Linked DNA regions of Anas platyrhynchos: region 1 is linked to region 2. A link is a contact called in public Hi-C data. All regions are on one chromosome and are shown on one strand. The core of a region is the stretch at or near the end of the contact, and the rest is flanking DNA. Distances in the headings are between cores, read along the strand shown. Region 1 has its middle 30 kb from the start of KIF5B. Region 2 overlaps KIF5B (kinesin family member 5B).

Region 1 (6,710 bases), core at 4,182-6,681, 49 kb after region 2:
TTATGTCCTCTGCTGTAGTTCTGGTGCATAAATGCTGTCTTTCCTCCCACGTTGGATCTACCTTCGTCTCATACAGAACTGTCCATTTGCTGACTGGATGTGTATTTTTATACAAAAGAAGAGAGTGCTTTTTGCTCTGAACCTAGAGCTATCTATGCAATATAGCCTCAAGGCTTCAAAGCTGAGGGTTTTGAATTCAGTGTAGGAGGTTGTTAGTGCAGAGACAGGCTGTTCTGATCAGCTGGAGCAAAGAAATGTTACTTACCAGTAGCTGTCGCTCTTGGGATGTATCATCCATGTGTGTACTCATGCTGTAGGTGAACATCCACTTGTGACGCAGATAGCAGAGACTCAGCCCACATCATCTTCCACCGTGTAGGGGCACTCAGCCCCTGCCCTTCTCACAGCCGTACAGGAGTGATGCCTGAGCCCTCAGCTCTCAACCAGCACCCACAGGAGGCTCACCGAGGAGTAGAGGGTGGGTAGTGATTGTTCAGACACCACAGAATTTCAAAGGTGTAAATAAAATCCAGGAAAAATGTCTTAGGGGAGCCAGCCTGGCCTCCAGCTGCCACTCAGAACAGCACAGTTCTGCTGCTGTGATATCTCAGTCCGGTGGAGACCGTCCTGGGATTCCCAGACTCTGTCAAGGGACAAAATGCCCTGGTCAGTCAACCAAACCAAGCAGCTGAAAGAAGGGTGACTCCTAATAACTTTTGTTTCGTTTTGTTTGGTTGGTTTTGTCCTATAAGACTGTCGAAACCATCTGGATTGCTGTGCTATTTTCTCTGATCTCTGAGATTTCCAGGTCCTACAAGAGTCCAGGGAGGCTCATCGGAGCTCCCAAGACCCTGACTGTCCAGAAGTGGCACCTTCAAACCTTAAAAAGGTCCGCTCTGCCTCTCCACGAGGGCATTGCAGCGATTTATACAAGCCAAAGCAGACAACGTGCACTGTTACAGGCAGGTAGGGAAGACTTGTAAGACCTGTCATAACTGTATTTATATACTCACTCTTCCTGTGCACAGTGGTGGCTGGGTGTAACTGTAAATAAGGCTTGGTTTCATCTTGAGTTCAACGTGGCAAGGTTTCCCTGTTGCTTAGGCAGCGACTGGCCTTGCATAGCAGTGCGCTGAGACACAGGAGAATGACAGCTGCCAAGGGCAGCCAAGGGCTTTGTGTTCTCAGGAGGGTAGCTGCAGTTTAAGTGTTTTCCATCTCACTGCTGTGCTACTTTTACAGTGTAATTTCCTCTTGAAAATCAAAACTACTTCATTACAGTGTACCCACACATTCAAATCAATAAGATCTTAAGCTTAGTGCTTGAAACCTGGAGCACTTTCTATGCTTCAGCATCAGATTTTAGGTTTTAACATCAGTTAATTTTCTCATTTGAGCAATACCATTTTACCCCAGATCTGGCACAGGTAAGGAAATAATCCAGCACTATAAAGGGAAATCTTGGGATGCCTTCTGCTGATGCTCAGAAGACCCCGGCTCCCATTCATTTACTTCATTCCAGTTTTTCATTTTATGCAGCTGTGTGTTCTGCATAATTAAGTCACAAAATTAAGGCGTGGTGAAGACATGGTGATGGTTACCTGTTTTGTTTGTTTGTAAACACCACCACTAGATGCAGCAACCCCAGTGGCTCTACAGGGAAGGACACAGGCTGCAAGAGAGAAATGTTCAGCAGAACCCCTGGAAGCATGTCTGTGTGCACATCCTTCAGAGGGTAACTGTGCTGCCTTGAACTCTGCGAGCAGTGACATACCAACGCGATGCCTTTTTATTTGATTTGATGTGATTTGATGGGTAATCTTTTGGGGAAAATGTTTCCTAGGGGAACACCGAGCCCTGCTGGCAGAGGAGATGCTGCTCCTTGTGGAGGAGGATTGTGCTGGCCAGCTGGTGGAGGACCAGCTCCTCTGCTGTGGGGGACGTCCCTTCAACAGGTTCTCTGTGACCTCCCAGTTGGGTATGGGGCTGGGAGCCCCTGGCACCCAGCAAAGGGCAAGTGGCAGTGGCCGCTCCTGGTGAGCTCTGGACTTAACGGGGAGCTGTAATCTAGCAAGGCCTGCTGCTCCTCAGAAGTTGTACCTTGTCTCCATGACCAACAGGAGCTCCCAGGCCAAGGCCAGGGAATCTCCAGGCCTTAAACAGATCAGCTCATGCTTCTGAAAGCTGTTCATAGTTTCAGTTCTTAGTGAAGTCAAACACAGAGAAATCCCTTCCCCAAACAGAGATGTGATTTTGTTCCTTTGACAAGTAGCAGCTCCTGCACAACTCCATTCCTGCTGAGTGTGGACCAGGACCACCTTCCTCCCCCTGTGCTAAGAGAAATGCCATTTTGAGCCCAGAGGAACATTTAAGCTGCAAAGAATTCTCTGAGATGAAACAAAATTAGAAGTAATGATATCAGCAAATGTGTATTTGTATTCTGTGCTGGCCTCAAACCTTATTTAACTTTTAACCAGCTTCATTATAAGAGTGCTTGTATTCAAGATCAACCTTGCAAACACAACAGGAACCCATCAAAAGGTCTTAAGAGCTCCAATTTCTGAGTAAATATGTGCTAAAGAAGCTGGTTTCAAGAGTGTTGTTTTCAAAGTAATTAATGTTTAACCTTTATGCAACATAAAAGATGGCTTATTTTTCAGAAGTTTATATTAGTTTTTAAAGAAATGTAATATATATGGCAAACTCTATCTATGATGTTAACGTAGGCAACAGTAACATCCTGGTATAATTTCCTTTTTTTTTTTTTTTTTAATTCCAAGTATAGCTTATGCACAATATTTTTGTGGCACAAGATAATTTCATACTATATTAGCTGTATAAGGAATGCTTACAGAAAATGAAATAGTTTTCATTGCTAGAGCTCGGCACCAGGCTTATGTGAGTTAATTGTAATTAGAGAATACTAACTTGTCCATGAAGCATCCTGGATTCCCCAACCACTCCTGAGGATGTGTTCAAGCCTTAACTGATGTTAGCATGTGGCTGGGATAGTGCCTTCTGGAAGTAATCACTGGCTGAACTAGAGCCCATTCAGAATGAAATCCTGTTCTGTTTTACAAGTCAGCATGCTGAGAAACAGTTCTGAGAAACAGCTGCTGATTTCACAAAAATAAGAATATAAGGAAGATCAGTAGGGAATGGTGATCTACTCTAAGTTCTGTCAGCAGATCCTGAGGCCAGGAGGGACTTCTGGAGGCCTGACCCCCCCTGCTCAGTCAGGACCACCCAGAGCAGGCTGCCCAGGACCATGTCCAGGCGGCTTTTGAGTATTTTCAGGGATAGAGACTCTGCAACCTCTCTGGGCAGTCTGTCCCAGGGCTAAGTTATCCTAATACTGAAGAAGTATTTCCTGATCTTCAGACACAGCTCCTGCAATGCCATTGCCTCCTGTCCCGTCACTGGGCACCATGTCCTGCCGCACTGCATGTGCCACAGGGCTGCCTTTCAACCTGCTTTAAGGTTTCCTTTTGAGGAACAGCCAGTCCTGAGTTAAGCATTTCTAGGGATCACAGACCCCCAGGCTGCTGGTAATTCTAAGCACAAATGAGCGTACCTGCCTAATTACACAGGTGCCTGGTAGCTTGAGGGGCCTCCTCTTACCCTGCTGTAAGTTCTCCTTGTAGGCACTTGGAGACTGTGCTCAGGCCAGCACAGTGTGTGGAGTGAAACGGGCTGAGCTCACAACTCTCTCACCATCAGGTGTGTTTCTTGTTCTTGGATATTCCCTGAACCCTTTGGAGTACAGCATTACCCCGTGTGGACGGCAGCTGCAGCACACTGCCAGCAGCTGAGCCAGTGCCAGGCCCTGCTGCAGGGCCCTCACAGCCCCCTGTGAAATAAACAAATTAAAGCTCCTACACACATGAATTAACTCACAGGAAACAAGTGCAGGTCCTCATTGCAACGCATCTCCCATACCAGCGGACGCAAGCCAGGCCATTTTGCAGTGTCAAACACCTCACAGCCCCCGAGCACACCACGGCTTCTGACACAGGAGCCTGCTGCTGGGGCTTGGCAGGAATCCCTGATGGTGTGCTGGGACTGTATGGGGTGAAATCCTTCTAAAAATTGGTTTGTGGTGGACTGTGAGCTCACAACTGTCTTTCCTGACACCCACGTACAGAAATGATTTTAGCTTTTACTAGGTCTTCTGACTACTTGCCATCGGTTATTTCAGCTATCCACGCTGTAGAACCTGAACGTGAGCTTAGATGACAAACTAAGCTGAAGACAAGAGCGTGATCTCTTTTAGAAATAATCTGTATTCAACAAAAAAGCAATAGGCAGGAGAGAAAACGCAGTTTCCCATTTTACTTAGTGATGCCTTAGCAGAAGGGCAGGGAGATGAGATGGGAGCAGGCCTGATCTGGCCATCGTGGCTGCCCTGAGGGATGCCAGCAGTCAGCTTATAACAGGGAGAGGCACAAGTTTAGGAACAAGTTTAGGAATGTTTTGGGCCAAATCTGTACTGGGGAAAGCTTCTGTAGGGCTAATTCATGATTCCAGCTTGGTTAAGATATGAGCAGCCCCAGAGAAGCTGTACGTAGACTTCTAATAACACACGCATATTGCACTTATGCTAGCTCCTTCAGGACATGCTTTTTAAAATATGTATATATATATTTTTAAAATATGTATATATATATTTATATAATCAGCTTGCAGCAAGATTGGAGACTACTTGCCTGTTACCACAAACAGGAATTCACAGGACCAGTCATCCATGCTTGGGATGGGTGAATTCTGCATACAAACACCTGAACATGCTTACATTCAAAAACCAGAAAAGAATTACAAAACTAGTTCTAAGTCAGAGAAGCTTTGGTAGGTTAATAAAATTTTATGATTTTTTAGCTTCTAGCTAATTTGCCCATTGCTACCACTTGCTAAATAGCAGTTCCAGCCACTGCCTGTATTCAGGTAATACATGGTTTATAAAATGGAATGGAAATTGCTCTCTCTGTATCCCTGACCATGGGACTTCCCTGACCAGCTCCAAAATGGGAAGTCTCTCTCCTTGGAGAGCATGTACTGATTTCTTTCAGTGTATTGAGGGGGTGATTCTTCCAGATGTGATGAAGTGTGACAAGAGGCTAGAAATGCCCTAACAGAACTTAGGATGTGGGTGGCTTTTCTGTTGCATAAGCAGATGATGACATGAGGACATGGAGCACTTACCCAAAACAAAGAAGGAAGAACAGTTAATGCTCAAATGTATTCTTTCTTTTTTTTTTTTTTTTTTAATTGAAAAAATAGCCCCAGTTATACTTGAGAATTGCAGCTAAGTTTCTAGCACTGCTCCAGAAATCTCAGCCAGGAGCTAGAATTTGGTTTTGCTGCTGCTGTTTTAGACTGCCACCTAACGGTGATGGCTAAGCTCATTGCTCAAGCTGCCCTGCTTCCTGCTCTGTGCTGCACAACGAGTACCTTCAGCAGCCACAGAGCTCAGACTGCCAAGGACTAGCGCTAGTACGCAGATCTCTGCAAGAAGCAAACCTTCCTTTCTCAGTGATCCTTCTGAACGACTCTTGTTCTAGCTGTACCTCACCAACATACTAACGTGCTGGACTCCTCCAGCTTTGTCTCCGGTGCACTTCCAACACACAGGCTGTTTTTTAATTCATTTTTACAGAATTGGACTGCGTGGATCAGTCCTAACTGGTCTGGCTCACTAATTGCTTGGGACACCTTTATCCTAGAACATTATTCTTGTAGATTACTGAAGCTTACTACTTACTTTAAAATAGGTACTCACTTCGCTTTATGAACTGTGGTAGGTAATCTAAACAGAACAATCAACAGCAGGTTTGTTTCTGGTTCTTTCCTCCTTCTGACACAGATCAGCAGCCTGTGCTCCTTTGCTCAGTCCTGGCTTTCTCCTCTTACTGGCAGGGAAATAACTTTGCATAAATTACTTACCTAACAGATTTTAATTCTCTTTTTTCCCCAATGGATTTTTTATTTACATCTTGGGAACCTTTGGAATAAAATCAGTTCTTTGTGTTCGACTCCCTTCTCCAATAAAAAGTTAAGAACAAACAAAAAAGAAACGAAAAAAAAAAACAACAACAACAACAATAGATTTGTTTGTCCCATTCCTTGCACACTGACTTCCCAAGACACATGCATGGAAAACAAAAATAAACTTTACTATCCCCTAACTTTCATATGCAAATAAGTAAAAATTTTAATAAGAAAATTTTAGTAAGAAATACCCTAGTAAGAAAACCAGCAATATTGCAAGGTACTGTTTTAATCTGCACTGTTTTAATCAGTTTGCATAGGACTCAAGTCATCTCTTAAGCAGAGGACAAGTCTGAAACATGCCATTAATCTCTCATGGCTACATTTTTATCCCCTGCATATAAAGTATATTTGAAGTTTCAGCTATTTGAGAGCTTACACAGCTTGCTTCCATCATTACTTTCTCTGAAGCACCAGGCAATTATTCAGTCTGCAGGTAACGGTTTGTGTTTGTCTGTATGGACTAATCCATCAGTATTAATACAAACTATTTCTGGAATTCACTTCTCCCGGTGTTCATTCTGCCATTTGTTCACCTGTATCTGGCAGTAGCTCATAGCAAGACTTCAGAAAAACGCTCCCAAAATTTAGGGCAGTTCATTTCGTCATTACATTTAAATGAAAATTCCAAATTATCAATTAGCTCACTTTCATGATATAGAACT
Region 2 (6,822 bases), core at 2,023-4,522:
AAGTCTGAAATTGTCAACAAGCTAGGGATTAAACTTTCAGCACTTTAACACTGTTAGCTGCTGAAGAATAGCTAGAACAAAACGAAGAGTTGATAAAGATGCAGGTTTAAGTAAAGCGCAAATAACAGCTCCAACTTCCTGAGTCCTAAATCCATTTCCTTCTTGCCCTACGCACCAAGATTTTTTTTTTTCATTTTATTTTTTAGACTTTGTAAACATAGAATTATTTGCTCTGATATCTTGGCAAAATGAAATTACTAGGTATTTTCCAATATATAATTAAGTTATATCACTGACAGCGTGCACATACAAATATTCTAGCAAGCGCAGCCTGAAGTAGCACTTAAATACTTCTCTTTTTATTAGGGACAATCAAATTCCACGCATACCCCCACCCACCATCTGTCAGTACAGCAATATTGACAAGAGTAAACCATAAAACATATTTCTTACAGTAAACCAAGGTTTCTTAAGTTTTGACAAACTGCTAGCTTTGTAAGAAGGAAACAAGAGACTGTGTCTTTGTTTAAAGATTTCGGTTCCTTCTGCCTTCATGGATACTCAAACCTTGAGTAAACTGACTCAAATGTAGCCAGAAGCACAGCACAAGCAGGGAGAATGAATAAGCAGATCATTTCAAGTCTGACTTAAAAAAAAACTATTGTACAGTAATAATCAACCATTTTACTCCCTAGTCGTAAACTACAGCCCATTCAGAACATCTCCAAAAGAAAAGTCAACAAAAAGCAGTACATAGACGCAAAAGCAAACTCACCTCTTCCTGATCCAACATTTGTGTTTTTAGTTTTTCTACTAGCTGGCTCTGCTGATTAATTTCTTCATCCTGCAGTTGAATTAAGACTGTGTTCAATACATTGACAAATATCACTGAGAAATAATAATCTAAGAGAAGGCAGCATCAGGCATCTACCCTTTCTAAATTCTGAGACCATTAGACAACTCAAAGCAATAAACATAAATATTTTTGAATCACAGGCTGATCCATTAACTTGGTGTATACATATAAAACACTATGGTTCAAGGACAAAATTATGCCTGTGCTTCTGCAAGTCTTCTCCAAGTTATTCCAGCTTCCAATAAATAAATCAGATATAATTAAAAGATTTTTCATATTCAGTATTACTGCTTTAGTTTGAAATTATGTTCAATGTATGCACATTTTATTTGAAAGTAAGTAACTTCCAAATACCTTTTTTATTCTTTATCTACTCATGGTTTTCCTCCTTTTGGTAGCATTAATCCAAACTATCAGCTTGGAATGGCATACACCCAGAAAGCAGAAAGGCTATTCAAGATTCTCATGAGCTTTTCCTTTTTTTTTTTTTAAAAAAAAAAAAAGTTTTTTTCCTCCTGTGTGCACTTTTGCATTCAGTACACTTTTTAGTACTTTCAGCAAAGTGGGGAAAGCATCTAAGAATGGATGCTCACTTAGTACCAGATGAAGCAATTTTGATATCTCTTAATTAGAACTTCAGAAATACAATAGGTGCTCTTTGCAAATATTTAAAGAAGCTGTGCTAACAAATGAAGACTGGCAAATTAAGCATTACATAATGTAGCTCAAGACATATTTCCGAGATGTCTTATATTAAATAAGAATAAGAATGGCATACCTTGTCATCCAGTTGTTTGTATAGTTTAGCGATTTCCTCCTCACATTTTCTTCTCTCAGCATCGGTGAAATTGCCAGTTACTCCAATTGTGGTTGCTGGTTTATCATTAACAATAGTAATATCCTTGTCCACTGCAAAAGCTTCTAAGTTGGCCTTCTCCTTGTCAAACTGTTCATCGACAGGTACAGTCTCCCCTTAAATAAAGGAATATAAAGTATTTTTACTTTGATAGGTAGACATCTTTACTGCTAAACTATCTACTTCCTATTTAAGAGTATTTGTTCAGTTTCACTTTTACCCCTTTATGTTCATTAACCCTTTTCTGATGAGAATACTTGACTGACTTCACATAAACGCCTCACACTTTAGTTAAGGCACTTCTCTGGTAAACTAACTACATTCCTTAGTGCCTTATTACAAAGCATTTTACACAGTCCTTGGATGATGTGGGCTCTTTCCAACATTCCAGTATCTTGTGTCAATATTCTTAAAGCATAATACTTAACTTTTCAGGTGTGGCCTCATACCATCTCTACACGAGACATGAAAAAAATCACATCCCACTCAACTTAAGTGAGACCCTTTTTTTTTTTTTCAGATCTACTTTAAAATGTGGTGCAGGAATTGTCTGCATGATTGCAAAGTCACCTTCTGAAGCTGTAAACTCCAGCATACATCTGTAAGTAGGGTCCACGTTCCTCTTTTTCTGAATTTATGGTTTCATAATTAACTTGCATTTTGCCAGACACTTCAATCAAAAAGAATTCAATCATTCAGAGAGGATGGACACGTATTATCTACTGTTAGCACTTTTTTTTTGTCTATAGAAGTATTTGAGCTATAAAAAAGAACAAAACCTTTTAAGACTGATGAGAATTAGAAACACAGGTAACTTTCATCAGTTTCTGGAATTACAATTAATATATATATTTATCTGGGAGAAGGAATTATATGTGTTTTTAATAGTTTAACTAGGTCCGGTTCTGCTAGTAAATCAACTATTGAAGAACCTAACACCAACATACTTTCAGACGTTTTTACCAGTATGTGATTATTAAAAGCCGTTCTAATGAAAAACAGAAAGCTCCAATGTCAACCTAATAATCTCAACCTAATATCCCATCATTAATATTCTTACTTCTGTCTGGCATGGGGTTCTTCAGTACTTTTCGCGTCTGCTTTTCTGAAATTTGCATAATACAAATTTCTTCTTACCATTCCGCCATCTGTTGAGTTCATTTTCTAGCCACTGTATGGTGTTCCGTAGAGTCTTGTTTTTCTCTTTTTCTTTCTCATACTTTTTCTTCCATTGTTCTGCAGTGAGCTCAACATTGACACAGACTGTGTTCTTAATGGTCTTTGCTCTACGTAGGAAGACAGACCACTGAAACTGTGTTTTTTGTTTTAATTATTTTTTAAGAAAAGAACGTAAGGCTTTTAAGTGAAACTCTCTCATATCACTGGTAAATGTGTAAGCAACTTCCACCTTTTCCAAAAGCTTGTCTCTACTCTGTGCCAATTTAATGTTCTTTCAGTTGGATAAATACAACCATTAATGGACTGAGTAATACAGTAAGCTTTACGACAACTGAACATCTCAAGCTTGTTGAGTTAGAAAAAGTTCAGCTGTATACTTTCACCAGAGCTGGGACTGTGCATATCTTTGAACGAAGGGCAGCATTTACCATATCTAACAAACATTTCTCCAACAGAGCATAATACGTTTAGGGTGTAAATAATCTAGCTTAAAGAACTGCTCATTTCACCTAAAAATCTAGTGACTAGATTTCCACTAAACAAAGAGGTATATGAGCTGTAAAGCTCAAATGCATTTAATTCAGGTGACACAAGGTCAGGCAAATCTCATCCAAATGCATCAGCTCTGGAAACAAAGCTACAAGTACTAATAAAACTATATGAAGTTAACATGTAGTTTTTACATCAGTGCTGTACCTTGCTTATCTCAGTAACTCTTATGTACTACCACCAAATAGCCCCCTCCCCAAAGATGAAAACAGAAGAAAACTTAATGGTAGTTAGGAATACACCCCAGCATCCAATATTATGACTCCGATACGGATCTTTTGCAAAGTCTCATTGGGACCAATTAGTGCTTTTCCTGCTAAGTTACGTAATATTTACTTAACCTTCATTTACTACTCCTGAGGGTTTCAGCATAAACTTAACATCCCCAGAAGGCTGAGATAATATATCAGACTAATGAAGGTGACTGAGATAGAAATATGCTCCTGCAGCTCCTCCAGAAGTCAAGAGCAAGGAACAGTGAATCTACAGAGCTACAGTTGGAAGACATTTCCTGATATCTTGTGCTAGAAATACTATGAGGAAAAGACTTCCTAGATACCAGAAGGAGACCAAACAGGAATTCCGCTGCTACAGAACACAGTCATTACTAAAACAGCTATTAAGTGCCTATATTCTGCCAGATTTTAAGGAGTTCCAAAGTCATCTAGTCTACTTTCCATTAGCAAAGTCTTCTCCAAAAAGCTGAAAACTGTATCATTGAACTAAAATTAAAGAAGTATACTAACAAAAAAAACAGATGAAGTAAATGAAATGCTGATAGCTTCTGTAATCTGCTCCAGTAAATGCAGTGATTAAGCCTAGCATTCAGAAACTGGAATATTAATGTGGAACGTTAATAGAAGTGTGGCAAAGACGACATGCCTAACCAGATATCAAATTCTGAGTAGGTACTTAAAAATTCAGTTACAAATTACATAGGAATTTACAAGTTTTTAACTCAAATGTTACTAGAACACTAAGACAGGAAACAGACTAGAAAATGTAATTCAGTATACTATAAAAGAAAGGGTAGCAGACAACAGGCTCTCCCTTATATCTTCCTGAATCCAAAACTATACACTAAACTGCATTTTGAGCCAAAATGCACATGGTCCTTCTTGAAATACTGGCTTCAGGATCCTGTCCAGTTTAAAGATGTTTGTATAGATCACAACACCTAGCCATGTGTGCACTGAAGAATTAAAGAAAGTAAACACTAACTAATTAGGTTTAGGAATCTTGACTGAGTAGCTTATTTCTCATTCTGCATTTATTTCTGAGTTTAGTAAGATCAAAATATTGAGGTACACTCACATGTGCAATCAATCAGCAGTTAAGATCCCAAACTCCACATTTTTTTTAAGAATGGACTTCGTTTATTGTTAGAGGTTTACTTTATCAGTTGTTGTTAGGCAGGATACACAACTGCACACACAGCGCTTAACTTTTCTTGCGAAATTCTGTTTCTTGTCCCTCTTATCTTTTAAGTCATTTACTCACCTTTGGCCAAAGAGAAGAGTAGATTTTGTTTCAGACTCATTGTATGAAGACGGAGAACAGCAAATAACAATAGTGGTTCTGCAATTACCCCCTAGTGAATCTTGAAGGATTCTAGTCATCTTGCTATCACGATACGGAACATAAGTCTACCAAGAAAACAGTTAAATGAATCAGTTACAGTTTTTCAGACGTGTTATTTACTTTGTTGAAGAGTAGTATTTTATCTAGGTATGGTCTCATTAGAAAGATTAAGTTCTACTTTAATTCATAAATCATGCAGCTTCATGAATTCACTATATTTGTACAGGATGACAAAGTCTTTTTATGTTTGCTAACTTCTAGAGTACAAAGAAATTTTTGGTGTGTTTAGGTCCCTTAAATGCAACTTTATTATTCATCAGTGACAACACAGTACAAGAGTAACATTTGTTTGCAATGTATTGGTGTAACTGGATTAGTTTAGAAGACTCCACACAAATCACTAAGATCAATGGAGAAATTCTTCATAATATATCATTCAGATACAAGCCTTTAACCTTGATGCATACAAAAACAAGAAGAAAACGCTTACACTGCTTTCAGCCAAAGCTGAGATGACATTTCCAAGAGCAGATAAAGACTTGTTGATGTTCTTGGCTTCATCCAACACAGCACCTTCTGCTCCAGTTTTACTAACCTATACAATATTTTAATAAGTTACTAGATACATCTGTTAAAAAATCTTCATATTTAGTATAAAACTTGAATAATTTCCTCACTTTTAAGTCAGTCTTCCTGACTTTATGAAGTATTCATAAGCCAGCTGCATTAGAATAAGCAAATTTTTCCTCAAACCCCATTCCTGATTCACCCTTAGTCAGCGGTCAACCTTAAAAAAAGACAAACATGCCCACAAAAAACACTGCTACATAACCAGCACTGAATATAACAGGAAGTCTTATTAGCAAGAAAACCTTATGAGAACACAGGTTTTAAATGCTGAATTTGACCTACAGGAATGCTCTAGGAACTTCTGTAGGCATCAGCAGAAATGTGGAAAAAAAGCTATGTCCTGACAATTCTATTTATCTTAGCTCTTCTGCCTCACAGCCAAATTTGACTCAGTTCTATAACCCTGCTTTTACTATTCTTCTCATCAAGCTGCGATCATGAACACAAATAAACAATTCTATTTGCTTATGTTTAATGTAACCCAAGACAAGACACAAAAAACTAATTTCTTTCATGAGGACTTGAAAAATTGCTAAACAAAAGTTTGTTATATACATTGAAAGGAACAAGGCTACAGAGAATGGAGATCTGCAGCCTGATCCTTTAAAGTCTGTTTTCACTTTAGTACTTCCAGTTTCATTCTTATTAAAAAAAGACAAAAACTAAAAAAGATTACCATGAAGAAACATTCAGAATAAACAAAGGATCAGAGATGACAATGTTATAGAACAATGTCAAAGGCAACACTAAGCAGGACAGACTGGAGACAAATAAGAATAATCCCAGAAGGAAAGAAGGAATAACATCAAAAATTTAGGTCTTAAAAAGGTAAATTACAGTAAGAAGGGTAACAGTAATACAGAATAAGCAACATGGTAGATGGTATTTCCTTCCCTTCTTTAAACTACTAACACAGGAAAGCAAGCTGTCGTTGTAATGTTCATCAGAACTTCAAAATAAGGAACTTGGTACCACTACAAAAGAAAATGTAGATATCCCATATCCATAAATACCCTTTTGACTCCAGTACCTGTCTAGCCAACACACCTATACGGTTTTTCTTGCTCTCAGACACTGAAACTGAACTCTAGCCTACTTCCCCACCCTGTGCCATATTTACAAGCCCTCACTCCAGAAATGCAAATATGCTTAGAGGTAGTATTTAAAATCC

What was found. A called contact is a pair of places that touch in the nucleus more often than the background predicts.
Region 1: a Hi-C map of liver shows a contact between it and region 2, with 2.0 times the contacts expected there. The contact joins two enhancer-like sites. A contact is called at or near these places in 2 of 8 Hi-C or Micro-C datasets (liver and subcutaneous adipose tissue).

Annotation. Positions count from the first base shown.
Region 1 is chr2:144,455,635-144,462,344 of IASCAAS_PekinDuck_T2T, forward strand. No RefSeq gene overlaps it. Among named protein-coding and RNA genes, the nearest start is that of KIF5B, 30 kb to the left of the region's middle. Within about 2 kb of position 5,432, at least 3 of the 8 cell types and tissues checked have an H3K27ac peak or open chromatin away from gene starts, as enhancers often do.
Region 2 is chr2:144,408,624-144,415,445 of IASCAAS_PekinDuck_T2T, forward strand. It overlaps KIF5B (kinesin family member 5B), which reads right to left. Exons shown (of 26, transcript XM_027450543.3): 9 at 5,512-5,616; 10 at 4,941-5,086; 11 at 2,850-2,998; 12 at 1,635-1,828; 13 at 776-844. Among named protein-coding and RNA genes, the nearest start is that of KIF5B, 17 kb to the right of the region's middle. Within about 2 kb of position 3,273, at least 1 of the 8 cell types and tissues checked has an H3K27ac peak or open chromatin away from gene starts, as enhancers often do.